Linked DNA regions of Salmo salar: region 1 is linked to region 2. The links are chromatin contacts, called in public Hi-C maps. All regions are on one chromosome and are shown on one strand. The core of a region is the stretch at or near the end of the contact, and the rest is flanking DNA. Distances in the headings are between cores, read along the strand shown.

What was found. A called contact is a pair of places that touch in the nucleus more often than the background predicts.
Region 1: a Hi-C map of muscle shows a contact between it and region 2, with 3 times the contacts expected there. The contact joins the promoter of LOC106603532 here to the promoter of LOC106603537 in region 2. A contact is called at or near these places in 2 of 3 Hi-C or Micro-C datasets (gill and muscle).

Annotation. Positions count from the first base shown.
Region 1 is chrssa04:54,806,097-54,813,678 of Ssal_v3.1, reverse strand. LOC106603532 (autophagy-related protein 101) reads left to right here and starts at 2,942. Exons shown (of 2, transcript XM_014197358.2): 1 at 2,942-3,551; 2 at 3,704-4,939. The coding sequence starts at 3,300. The coding sequence ends at 4,105. It overlaps c2cd2 (C2 calcium dependent domain containing 2), which reads right to left and starts at 2,653. Exons shown (of 13, transcript XM_045717109.1): 1 at 1,481-2,653; 2 at 944-1,039. The coding sequence starts at 1,756. It overlaps LOC106603531 (zinc finger and BTB domain-containing protein 21), which reads right to left. Exons shown (of 2, transcript XM_014197356.2): 2 at 5,869-7,582.
Region 2 is chrssa04:54,647,886-54,654,877 of Ssal_v3.1, reverse strand. It overlaps LOC106603537 (UV radiation resistance-associated gene protein), which reads left to right and starts at 3,460. Exons shown (of 15, transcript XM_014197365.2): 1 at 3,460-3,930. The coding sequence starts at 3,844.

The DNA of each region.
Region 1 (7,582 bases), core at 1,693-4,192, 160 kb before region 2:
ATTTTCAGTCGTTTGAAGCTGGTGTACAAAACCAAAAATGTAAAAGATGCAAAAACAAAACGTAACAATGGCAATCATAGAAATTGCACACATAGAACAGATCTACTGCTTTTTAGACTTGCTTTCAATGAGAAGGACAGATCTATAACTCACGCCTATGTGAATTTGGTCAGGTCGCCCAAAAAGTTACGTATTGCAGCTTAAATAACAGACAAGTCCATCTGAAAAACCCTGCTTTGCTTTCCTTTTCCATACAAAATCTGCTAATGCTCTTGGTGAAAATATTATTTATTTACTAAGAATGTATAAAAACAGTGAGAATTCTCTTCACCTTTTTAGAAGAGGCGCTGGTTATATGAGGATCCCATAACCTTGGAGCTGGAGAGGAGGTCGTAAAAATGTGCTATTGGCTCTAGACAGACAATTTAAGGCGAGGAGGAAAATGTCTGGAAGTGCCAGTGAAGCTAATAGACATTGTGTGAATCAGAATATTGGCCACTGCGGGCCTGAAATGAAGTTAAAAGGCTGCAGCACCAATAGAGCACTGCCATTTACATTGAATTACAGTGGAAGAGTCAATTGACTATAGAGGCTGGTTATGACATTAAGACACATTGATTAGGAAATGGCAACAACATAAATGCTTTCTTTACTAACTGTAGTTAATGTTTAAGAGGCCTCCACTGTCAAACTAAAAACAACTGCAAAACCATTTCAGTGGCTGTAGGCGGAGGACCACGCTGCACTGGGTTCAACAATGACCCAATTGATCCAGATTCCTCTTAGCTCAAACTTGATTTTAATCAGGAAAATAAGCATTTATAAACAACGATGAACCATATCTGGACTATACGGAATGATGTACTGAGCTTTTCATTCTGTGTGCAATTTGTTGCTAGCCATTCAATGAGAGCCAGTCTTTGACACAGGGATTTTATCTTACCTTCTGCCCAGCAGATTTTTTTAAGGTGGACACTTGGCCAACCACCAGCTCTGATGACTGAAGGCCCTCCTCTTCAAATGTTAGTTGCACTGGGCTCTGTGTGAGTTAGGAGTACCTGGGTCAGGTGGTGGTCAGCAAAAAGCTATGCTCCAACAACTAACATTATCTCAACATTACACTTCATTTTTGACAGTTTCAACTAAAGAGTCAGAGAACAGGGTACAAATGGATCATGTTTACAATTTGCTGAGATGAAAAGGTTACAAGGTACAGTAGCAAGGTACAGGAATCAAGATTGTTGACACTGGATTCTGTGAAGGTGATTGATCTCTTGTACTACGAGGCTTACCTGTGTGCTCAGGTCTTGTTTCAGTTAATACAGATCCTGTATTCATACGTTGTTTGTTGTGATACAGTAGATTATTTCTAACGTCTGTCACTGACTTTCCTATTCATGTATTTAGCTACAGGCAACTTGTGTAAATCCATACGAATTTGGAAAGTTAAATAAACTAGTGTATGGGTCATGGGACTCACCCCAGACTTCCTCGATTCGTCATTCAACGCTCTGCACCAAGCACCTCTCCATTGACTTTTCCAGCTTTTCAGTGACAGCGCCCATCCCAACAGAGCTTCCGCTTCCCCCGAAACCGCATTGTTTTGCTCAGGCTTCTGTATCCGTAGATCGTCGTAAAAATACTGTATTAGATACAGTATCAATGTAATGCTGGAAGCAATGAACAGTGTTACCATGCAAAGCCACTGCAAGTCTCCCAAAACAGAATTTGAAAGGGGACTTTCTGAGTCAGTCATCCTCAGCAACTGACTTAAATAGCTTGCTAGCTATTTATTGAACTAATGACAATGGTCTGTTGAAAGTAAGACCCAGTACAAAACATGGTCTGATGCGCTTTTGAATTAAGTCCCCGTCATTCAAGACAATTAAGTTAGCTAACGTTTGCCATCTGAGTTATGGATCCAGCTATATTAGCAATGAGAGCGAGTCTTATGAACAAGTTCAACCACTGAACCAGTAACTCTATGCAATGTTAGCCTCTTATCGGTCAATAATATCGTGGTTACTGATGGAGACTCAACATTCAACTAAAATATCCCAAGATGAGTAACTATAGACTTCAAGGAAGTAGTTAATCCTTGCTAACGTTAGCTATCTGGTTTGAAAACCGCAGTAGAAAGCTAGGTAGCTAACAAGCAAGCAATATAAATGGTTTCCTTAAAGTTATTGCAAGTAACTTAGTATTTTGAGTAAGTTAGACCAAGCAAGTTCGAGCAAGCTCCACTCATCTCTAACGTTAGCTGCACACCATTGTATCAAATGTCTGTGTTTGCTAGCTAGCCCCTAGTATTGCTAGCCAACAACAGTAAGTTAGCCAACTACACATAACGACGAGCTTTTCATAAAAATTGGCTAGCTAGCGTCAGACCTTTCTCTCATTGAGATTACGAGTCAACGTTAGCTAATTTAGCAAATTATCTAGCTAGCTAATATCACGTAGTCCAAAATGTAATGTCAATGAATCGTTTCTGGCGTCCATGGCGTAAAGCCAAGTGAAAGTTATTCGTGGCTTCAAACGACAAAACAAATGTATTATTTTGTGAACTCCTTATCTATAAAGCCTCGTCACACGCTTGAAGACCATCTCCGATACCGTCGATGACCGAAATCGAAAAATTGCAAATGTCATGTGATGTGGCATGAACTGCTATTCCCAGACTGCATAGCGATATCTTAAAGCGCTTTCATCTATACTCTAGTGGGTTTTCCCAAGCTTTCAATTCTATCTTCAAATACATTTTCATATCTAAGGAAAATCTGCGTTTTCATGTAGAAATAACTGCAATTACATAGCTTTTATTGATCGTTTCTGATTTTTAGCTGACTTGTATCTTATACACGTGTTATTACATTGCTGGGGTATAAGAACGGATACAAGGTTCGGATTGGTCCACAGGACTTTCCGTAGTTTTCCCAACTTGTTCACAGAAGTAGCTCCTCCCCTTTTTAGTAGGACAACGAAATTGCAGTTTGTGTGTCAGCATGTTGTTATTAATAAATACTTATAAAGAACATAGCTAGCAACAACACATTTTCTACATATGTTGCAATATTCAACAAGTCAGTTTAAAAATAACGTGTTCTCTTGATAACCATCGAGCTTGTCACAGGAAACCAACGTTTAGTTAGCTACTTACAATAGATAGCAGGAACGTTAGCTAGCTAGCTTGTGTTGATGTTTAGCCCAGTTCTATGGAACGTGAACAACAGTTGAAGGGTGTCTTGGAATAGCGAGTTCCACCATATATTCCATCTGCCGCTGTAGGGAAGCAGATCACCATGAACTGCCGTTCGGAGGCTCTGGAAGTGTCGGTGGAGGGAAGACAGGTGGACGAGGCCATGTTGGCTCTGTTGCACACTATCTTACTGCATCGCAGCACTGGGAAATTTCACTACAAGAAAGAGGGCACCTACTCCATTGGTACTGTTGGCACACAGGACATTGACTGCGACTTTATTGATTTCAGTTTTGTTCGTGTTTCTTCTGATGAGCTTGACAGGGCCATCAGGAAAGCAGTAGGAGAATTCAAGGTAGTCCTATATGATGACTGATTGTTTGTTGAAATGTATAGATATTATCCACTAAAACCTATAGCTATATATTATATGAGTTATGTTATGTATAACTATACTTGTAATTTATTGGCATCCATTGACCTCTGGATCTATATTGTGCTTTACAGGATGCCATGGGCAATGGGACGGATGGAATGGGACAAATCTCACTGGAGTTCTACCAGAAAAAAAAGTCCCGCTGGCCTTTCTCTGATGAGTGTATTCCCTGGGAGGTCTGGAGCATCAAGGTCAATGTTGTCAACCTGGCCAACGAGCAGGAGAGACAGATCTGCCGGGAGAAAGTAGGCGAGAAGCTGGGTGAGAAGGTGATCAACATCGTGGAAGTGATCAACCGGCACGAGTACCTACCCAAGATGCCCACCCAGTCGGAAGTGGACAATGTGTTCGACACCAGCCTCAAAGATGTCCAGCCTTACCTGTACAAAATCACTTTTCAGATCACTGATACGCTGGGCACCTCAGTGAGCACCACCATGAGAAGGCTAATAAAAGACACCTTAGCACTGTGAGGGCACAGTGCATCTTTAAACATTGCTGTGGGTAGCCTGGTTCCAAATCGTTTGGGCTGTCTTGTCAACTCTTATGGTTGTGACCATAGGATGACCATAGAAGTTAGCAAGAAAACACAAACAGATCTGGGACCAGGCTAAATTGTGGGCTTTATTGACTATGGGATGTAATTGCTTCATTGACATGGGCATTTGCAGGCCCGTGGGTGTCTTAACTATTAGTTAGTACGCTAGAAGTACAACCACCCAATGTCTAATCAGAAAGTAAAATCAGTTTATTTTTTATTATTTGTATTTTTTTATTTTACCTTTATTTAACCAGGTAGGCTAGTTGAGAACAAGTTCTTATTTACAACTGCGACCTGGCCAAGATAAAGCAAAGCAGTGCGACACAAACAACAACACAGTTACACATGGAATAAACAAACATACAGTCAATAACACAATAGAAAAAGTCTATATACAGTGTGTGCAAATGAGGATAAGCAGTGTGTGCACATTTGTAAGCAGTCATTTTACAATCCTAGTTACCTATCCCTACACTTTCTCTAAATGCCTTTGTCAACACTGAAACATGACCTTTCACATCCGATAGTACAGAGTATAACATTGTCAAGTACCATTTTTGCTTTTATGTTTTTTGTATGAACGAAGTGCTACAAGTAACATGTCTGTCTGAAACAGGTTTTCATTTAATAACTGCTTTATGGAAGTTTTAATTATCTTTTCAAGTAATTGTAAAGTAATTTTCTGATTTATGTTTGACATTTGCTTTAAAATGATGTGAAGAAAGATGTTTCACTTTTGAAAATAAAATGTATCACCTTGAATTAATTTCACATTCCCAATTGTTATTTTAGAAAACCACCTGCTACTGTGCTTACTGATGTTAAGGACAAGACAGACCAACACGAACATCAGTCGTGCGTGGTGGGTTGCCATCCTATTGCCTCTGACCACAGAACCTCGTTAATCATTTTATGTTAATTTCCTGACTACACGTTGAATCGCCACACTTTGACACCCAGCAGGTGATTTACTGCAGACGGCCAATGTTCTTGTTGGCCTGTCTTGTCCTTTACGGGTTCAGATTTGTGCACTATACTGCATACCAATAATGCATCATCAGACAGGTCAACTTGCAAAGATGTGGAAGAAATCTTCCAATAAAGAATGAATAATTAAACAGTGAGGGCTTTTTTTAGGTTGAGAGGCCAGATGCTTTATTCAAAAGCATTCTTTGCCATTCAGCTGTATGGATGTTTTTCATCATCTGTTGCAAAGGTTTCCTCTCCAATCACATATTTTTCATTCAGAGAGTGACCTTGTACTATAATGTCACAATATCTTAAAGTTCCACATCAGTGCAGACCACAAATTCACTTCCTGATTCACAGCCAAAAAAATGTGTCACCTCTGTCCAAGTGGCTAAATAGCTTGAAAAACATCTATGTGACCCATGGCAGTGACCATCTGTCCAAGGAATAACATTGCCACCTTTTCTCTTGGTCACATTAGTAAGCGGTTTTCCATCTGTAACAGCTATTTTATCTGTAACAGCTCTGAACATGCCTTAATAATGTTGCAACTAGCGCAACCAGATTGCAGTTTCAATAGTTCCACAGTGGAAGCTAAAGCCAAGTACAGAGGCACTACTCATTTAAACACATACCAACTTCTCCTGAAAACCTTCACATGATTCAAGGGTGTTCATTTCTTATAAACGCAATCCAAACAGTATACACACTCAATACCAAGGCAGCTACTGCAATATTACTCTTTATTACAGAAAGAATTCAAGCACAAAAACTGTAGAAAAAACACAAAATGGCTGCCTTTTATGTAAAGCAACAATAATGCAACCCATACAAATATGCATTATTGCAGAAATAGCAGAATAATACTAAAGATATGTATTTTCATAAACAAACTAATTATAGATACAAAATTAAAAGGTTATACAAACACTGCCATATACACAAAATTATATTCAATTTCTTTGAACTCAATGTCTTTTTTTAAGATCTTCCACAAAAATTCAGAGCACAAATATAAATACATTGTTTTAACCTAACCACAGATGTGAAACATTAAAAAGTTACATCTTTCAAATCTGAATATCAATATCTGTGGTTATTGCGGTCTCCTCAATCAGTATACAAATGATAAAACCATTTATCATCAACAATTAAATCCTCTTTTCCAGATGTACTGTAATTAACAAGCCATCACAACCACAGCAACCCAAAAACATTGGACTGTTATAAAGGAACTATTTTCCAAATACCACTTTTTCACCCAGGGCAAGTCTTGCTTTCACGTTCTTACATTTTTTTAAACCTTTATTGGCTCTTGGTTGTAAATCATTCAAAATATCCAAGTAAAAAAAGTAGGTAATCTGCAACGATTTATTGTGCTTCGTTTTAACAGAACATTTGTCAATTGTCTCAGGATGCATATGCTAAGACCATGCTATCAATTCACACGATTACTTGTGTAATTATCATACAAACTATTTCAGACTTCATCATACTGGTATTGAGCCGTCACAGAGCAGTGATACAATACCCATGTCTTTGGTCATTCAAATTCATTCTTGTATTACTATACAAGTTTCTTTTGTATTTTTGTACCAAATTAATAATTTAAAAAACTACAACAAAATCTACCATACACCAAGCCCAGAAGGTAAACAAAACTTTCCCAATAAAGTAGATATTTTCCTTATTCTTTACACAATAATCCATTCATGATGATCTGTAATTTATTGTGTGATATCTAAAATTAAAATAGAAATAAAGATTATTTATTTTCTCAGAATCTACAAAAAGTGTCAGTTAAAATACTGCACGTTTTTACAGTTCTTATCCCCTTGCTAATCTATCTCCTCTTTGGTTTTGTTTACTAGTATAATCTACACGAAATATCACTAAGGCAATGACAAAATCTGAATAAAGAAGAATTAATATGAATAGTCAATATGAAAACCATAATTTTATGGTACAAAACAGATTATAGCTGAAATGTTAATGGGATGCAGAGGATCTAAAATAAAGATTCATATAACAATAATGAATCAATGTAATTTGACCAATATGCGCAATGTTAATAGTGAACAGAATTGCAAAGTGCATATCAATAAACATGATGCCTGAGGCCACTAATATCATATTCATATATCATATTCATAATCGTCACGCATCAATCAACACAAATTCACAATTTAAGCAAAAGCACTTAACTGATCTTGAATTGTACAGTACAGCAATTCCTAAATCAAAAGAGTTTTAATAGGTAAGGACGAGTCAAAGGGGGTTATCTGAAATATATTTACGCAGTACTAACAATGTCAAAAGCCAAGTAACATTTGTTAGGAGCTGATGACGAGGCAAATAGCAATTAATTGCACACATTCACACCTTTACACCAACACACATGGCCACTGGAAAATATAACATGAAGGAAAGCCAACTACCA
Region 2 (6,992 bases), core at 2,211-4,710:
CCCTACTGTCACTCTACATCACAACATAAGAGTTGAGTAGGTCCATTTCTTGTATGTGAGTGATGTTCATGAAAACATCTTTGCATATTTTGTGAGATCAAAAATGTAAATAGATGCACAAACAATGAGTGATTTAATTAATGACAAATAGGCTACTGCTCAACTGTAATTTTGTCATGTGTCATTTAGTTTTCTACCTCTAATTACTTGAAAAGGAAATAGTTGGCCTTTGTAAAATGTATTGCGAAAGAGATGCCATGCTGTTCAAAGACTAGGGGGTTTTCTTGCTTGGACAAAAGACTGTCCTCTATCCACTTTCCTCCGTGACCCGGAAACCGTGGTTGAGTGGTCAAGGAGTGTGTCAATTCATTACTAGGCAAATGGAAGTGTCCTCCCCTCCTCGATAGCCACCTTCCATCGAGGATACTCGTGTATACTACCACAGAAGAGCTTTGAAATCTACCACACTCCCCCTTCTTCTTCTGGATTGTGTTGGCGGATTGCATTCAATTTAAGGTGCATACACCGTTACCTACTGTACTGGAGTGTGAGGACATTCATTGCCTACCTACATGAAATTCTTTGTGATACAGTACTATACAATTGGGGAAAAGGAAAAATGACCCTGCCAACTATTAGCCCTCTAAAAAAACAAAAAACAAACACACCACCTCATTCCACTATTTACCCCATCTAATCCTACTCCAGACCAACAGTATTTCTCTGCCATTGCCACCACATCCTCTATTTTCTATGACTTTCAATCCATTTCTGCAGTACAATTGACAACCATAGCTATGAATGGCAAGAAACCTACCTTACTGAAGCACATATTCTTCCCAGTCTCTGCCTACTCACAGGAATCCTCTCAGGATCCCTCAACCTGTACCCATCTTCCTCTCCCACTCTCTTCACTGCTTCAGCACAACCTCAACCTGCCTTTCTCTCACCGGACACGGTGAGAGAAAGGGCACCCCCACAACTTTCTCCACTGAAACTACACATTCTTTCGTCTCACGCCCTCCTGCACACTTCGCACATCTAGGACTCTCCCTCCTACATACTGCTTAATGCCACCCCCGTTCACTCCTTTCAATGGTGCCCTGCTCCGGAGAGCAAAGCAAGCCACATTTATTTTCCCTAATCGTGTGATCTGGAGCGCCCACTCCCTCTGGGTTGAAGAAACACAATAAATCATCACTAGTCCATTCCTAGTTACTTTCACCAACTCAACAGTCCCCAACCTCTTCTCCACCCAAACCACATATGGATCAGCCAAAATGCAAGGATCCATTCTCTCCACAAATCTTACTCACACTGGGCCAGAATCATCCTTTATATCCTCGGACCGAGGCCTGACCTTGAAGGTCCTCATTGCAGGAACTTCATCCACACTCTCATCTGGTTCCATCTCTGAGCTACTTACTGGAACATGTATCCCTCTTTTTGCACTTGATGCTAACCTTCCTCTCCACACAGCTTCCCTCTACATTCAATTTCTTCTCAACAGTCATCACTGCACCTGCCACCACATCTAATTCATCCTCACTCTCATCTCTCTCTATTTCCTCAAGTTCTTCCAAATGTTCTGTGAAATCCCTCGTTATTCCCTCATAACCATTTCCACTGTTCTCCTTTTTTTCCTTGTCCATTATCTTCTGTCACCAGATCTTTCAGAAGGCCTGTGTAATCCCCCACTTCATGTTTATTCATAATATGCTCCACTTTCTTGCTTATTTCCTTTTCTGCCATCTTCTCCAATCACTCCCATTCTCCAAACATTTCTCCCTTTGCAACTTCTCCAAAGAAACCCCAGTTAGTGTCTATGAAAGGGCAAAATACTCGCTCCCGACTCTACTCGCCTTTTCTTTGTTTCTTTTTGGACAGAGCCTCTCATCATTGACCTTCTCATTCGCTTCGGCAGCCTACCACACCCCCTTTGAATACATTTTGTTATGTCTGAGAAAAATATTGCTAGTTTAAAAACAATATGTTATTGTTTTATTTATAAAATGTCTTGCAAAACTGACTTACTTTGTTTTGATCACTTTACACATTTATTTTGGGATCCACCCCTGTAAACATAATTTGCCTAATGGCGCACGAGTGGAGAAGTACCATCTCATTTCAAGCAAGCGCATTTCCATCCACGTTCACTCTCCTCGCCAACTTCTCCTCGACTGAGGAGAGAGGACACAGGAGGCAAGAAAATCTAATCGATAAAAGGTTATTAACTGTTGAATTGATACTGTTTCTAGTCATGTGATGCTGCCACCTTGTGCAAGTTTGAAGGCTAGGTTGATTGGTGCTTTATTATGTGATTGCTGGAGGTCATACAATAGAGTACCACAGTATGAGTCATAATTCCCATAAAACCTAGAAGTCAGAAATGGTTCCAATTGTTTTTTTTACCATACATTTTTCCCATAGGAGATTTTAGAAACACTTAAAATAAAGGCTGTGTTTTGTGTAGGCTTACCCTTGCGTGACTATTGATAACTGTGTAAATCTCTCTCGCACAAGGTGACTTTTATCAATGTATTCACCAGTATTTACCCCCAACAACTTAAATGCTAATTAACTGCTAATGTGGCTATCATAAAGAACTACAAATGCCATGATGATCTGGACAAGACTGCCAAATCGAGGCAAAGAAAATAATCTCCTGATTAACTATGTAATTAATTAATAAATTGGCAACATTACTTTAAATATACCTGTTAGCAAAGGTGCCAGCTAGAGATGATGTGCAGGAGGTTGCAGAGATTTGTAGTCTTGTATCTACTTTGATGTTAATAAGCATCTTCGAATCTGAGCATAAATAGAGGCTCCACTCCACTTTTTTGTATGGTGTGAGAGTGTTGGATTTAGTCAGCAAAAAATGTGATTGCTAAGTGAGGCTTATTTGATTGAATATAAGTTAAGTAATGTTTAGTTTGTTACGAATGTGTGATATAAGTGGACACGTGGCATCTAGGCAACTTTGAGAAAAACAATTTCATATCAGTTGCTTCTGTTGTTTACATGCTTATCTGCCCTCTCATTGGCTAGAATGTTCCCACCTGATCTCGCCTGTCCCTGCTTGCCTTTCCACCTTTGTGACAACCAGCTTGTTTGACATTGCAGGCGACTGCCGACTGACTGATCTACACATCATTTTGCACCATAAATAACTACTCATTATTATTTGTAGATCAGTCAGTCAGTCAACATTTACCCACAATGCATCATGGATTTTATGCTCTTGAACACTACCAACTACTACCATTGTAGAGGCTTCTTAACAGCTTTTACCCACAAGCCATACGACTCCTGAATATCTAGTTAAATGGCTACCCAGACTATTCACATTGCAGACTGTGGTCTATTTTGGTTTAGTTATACAAATATTTGTTGTCACCATCAGCGAAGTATACATCATTGGTCACCATACATAAACACCCACTTCCTCATATTGCAGCTCTAGAGGTTTGTCTCTCCGCCCCTTTCTTTGTGATAGACATTATATTTGACAAATAGCAATGGATAAATCGAACGGAGAGTAACTCCTTCATTTGACAGACACAGCCGTGGACCAATCAGTGATCTACTGGTGCTGCCCTCTAACAGACCGAAATCTACCTGAGCAAGTCCTACTTTGTTTTTGTCACATAGCTAGCTAGCTACATAGCTTGCTAACTGACAGCTTCAAGAGTGCTGTTTTCTTACGAACATTAGCTACACCGATGCATACATTTCTGCCGTAGAAGGTAAATCTAGATGCACAGGATCTGGGGTTGATCGGTGGCAGGGATGAGATGTTTTGTTGAATGAAGGAGCGAACGCCCTGGTGCAGATAGGAGAATGAACTCCATCACCGGTCGGGATCACCCTGTCAACTCTGGAGCCTCATCTTCTCGAGCCTTGCACGTTGAGCTCACATCTCAGCAGGTAAGGACAAACACCCGTAACTCGGTGTTATATAGATGATATGCGTATTGTCCTGTATTGTTACGTTGCTGTGTGTCAGCTGCAAGATTAATACAACAGGCCTGCAGAGTGAGCTAAGCTAACTAGCAAGCTAACGTTAGCTCAGCTGACTTTTACAGCTCTCTTGAGTATTCAGACAACTCGAGCTTCTAAGCCTTAGTCCGTTACATACAAAGTTGTATTTAATAACAGTATACATGTGCAAACGTAAGATATAATTGTTAGCTATCTAGTTTGCAAGCTACAGAGACGATGATAATTTGCCAGTTTAGTAAGACCTGGCCTGATACCGAGGCACCAATACAGTCATTTGGTCACCTGACTTATGAACTAGTTACAGGACAGACCCTTCAGTCTGATGTCCAAGGTCTTTGCACAAGTTATTATGAATAAGTCCTCAGCAACCAGCTTGACCCTAATAGGACTGAACCACATCAGACATACGTCTACAGCTTTCAAAATGCACCTTTACCTGCAAGCCCTTACGCTTGATATGACCAAAAAGTGGTCTTTAGTGGCCAGTTTATTAGGTACACTACCCCGTTCATGAAAATGGTTAGCTCCTACAGACTGTGAGTCATGTGGCATAAAGCAGGCATCGAGGCATTCAGTTACTGTTCTATTGAACGTTAGGATGGGCAAAACGAGTGACATAAGCGACTTTGAACGTGGTATGATCATTGGTACCAGGCGCGCCGGTTCCAGTATCTCAGAAACGGCCGGGCTCCTGGGCTTTTCACGCACGACACTGTCTAGGGTTTACCAAGAATGGTGTGACAAACAACAAACATCCAGTCAGCGGTAGTTTTGTGGGCGAAAATGGCTCGTTCATGAGAGGTCGAAGGAGAATGTCAAGAATCGTGCAAGCTAACAGGCGGGCCGCAAATAACGGCGCAGTACGAGAAGAAGTGCCGACTCGGTCACCAACACTGGACAATTTGAGGAATGTAAAAACATTGCAGATGCAAAGTTTGGTAACAGAATAACTGCGCAAACAGCACGAACCGTCATTCTGTTACCAAACTTTGCATCTGCACTGTTCATCAACTAATTATGTTTTTGTAGAATCTTCGGTGTAAATTAAGTTGTCCATGTGCGTATATGGTTTGTTTAACTTTGCAATCATTGGTTTTTGTTTGACATGCATTTTAAAGTGAAACATCTGAGTCTGTGTCACTCTGTTACCATGGAACTGCCCCTATTCTAACATGTTTTTATTTCATTTGGAGTACAGTAGGATACACCTAGGCCTACTACTTTATTAAGTGGTCATTGTGCAAAGGGTTCAGAGCTAGATCGTGACCACCGTGTTAAGTTCTGTCCCTTAGAGTAAGAACTTATGATCCCCGTAGAAAAAAGATTGTCTGTTTTGACTGCTATGAAATGGGACCATTGAAAGTAAAGGCCACTGAGACTGTAACACCAAAATATGTGAACATTTACAGTTCTCTGTCAAACAGCCCGTATTGTAACGATGCTTCGTGGGTGACTGTTGTCAATGTGTTCAGAGGGTCCCTGGTTCGATCCCAGGTTGGGGCAAGGAGAGGGACAGAAGTAATACTATTACATTTTGGCTCCCGAGTGGCACAGCGGTCTAAGGAACTGCATCTCAGTGCTAACGGCGTCACTACAGACATCTTGGTTCGAATCCAGGCTGTATCACAACCGGCCGTGATTGGGAGTCCCATAGGGCGGTGCACAATTGGCCCAGTGTCGTCCGGGTTTGGCTGGTGTAGGCGTCATTGTAAATAAGAATTTGTTCTAAACAGACTTGCCTAGTTAAGTAAAGCTACAACAACAAAAAATATACACCTGGATGGACTCAACCATTTACCTTCACAGCACGATGACTATGGCGGGGACAATAGCACTATTGCAATACTCGTTTAGTATTGTGGCAAGGAAACAAAACACAAAGAATATCTAACTTCTTTAAGAAAACAGCCCAAATGGTGGAAACAAACTTATGTTGTCATCCGAGTCACATTTATTTATGTCCCAAACGTACAACAGGTTTTTTAAGGACAAACGAGTTTGGTCTGCTTGGTGTTTTCATTTTTGCCATGGGAAAAATATTCTGGTTCTGGCATTGTCCCAGTACTAAAGATCACCAGTTGGCCTAGTAGGTAGATTATATGTTCTGCTGGAGACCCTCTTTGCTTTCATAGCTACAAATTAGCTCATTCGGAGAAACGTCTTCTGACATTTTTGTGGGGGAAAAAAGCCTTTGCTGAACAAGCTGTGTTTTTGTTTCGAGGGCCTTAATCTTTTAGGGAATCCCATGACTTAGATTTATCCCTAATGCCTGTGGTGGTGGAAGCTCAGTGTGGGTTGCTGGAGATTGAAGAATGCCGGTCAGGTGAAGGCCGGCCGCTTCTCTGATGCTGCTGCCCGGAGGGGCCCCTCTTTTCATGAGTATCGTGTCATGTCCCATGGTCGTTCTCTTGACTTACCACTCAATTATGAGTTTTTTTCTTTGGAGACATTATTTTTTATAGATTCAGTCATCTGTGGAAAAAAAAGTGTTCTTCAGTTAGCCTATCTTTTTTTGATTGGACATAACTGAGCCTTTCTCTTCAAGCGGGTTCCTTTTTATTTTATGCTCAGTTTTTGAAGGATGGATTTTTTACTGATATCCAACCATGGTGATGTTCTGTACAAAGAGTTTTTGTGCATCATTGGTACGCTGGCTTGAGCTTTAGTTGATGAAACTGTGACTCTCTTGTGTATGCAAGGCTTTTGTAATGGAAACACACAGTGAAGTCAAAACATGAACTCTGGTTTCAAATGGATCTCTTGTCTGCATCTGTGGTCAGTTATTCCCGGACGTGAATCATTCCATAAAATGTATTTTTTGGGGGGCAAATGTTGATAGCCTACGTGTGACTGTTGAACCAGATACTTCAAGTGTTCTCAAACTGACCTACCATATTCTAAAATTACAGTTTATTTTTTAACTTGAGGATGTACAGCAGGGTAGTACCCCCCCCCCAAGTTTTCATAGCAAAAAAAAAGTTTGGGGT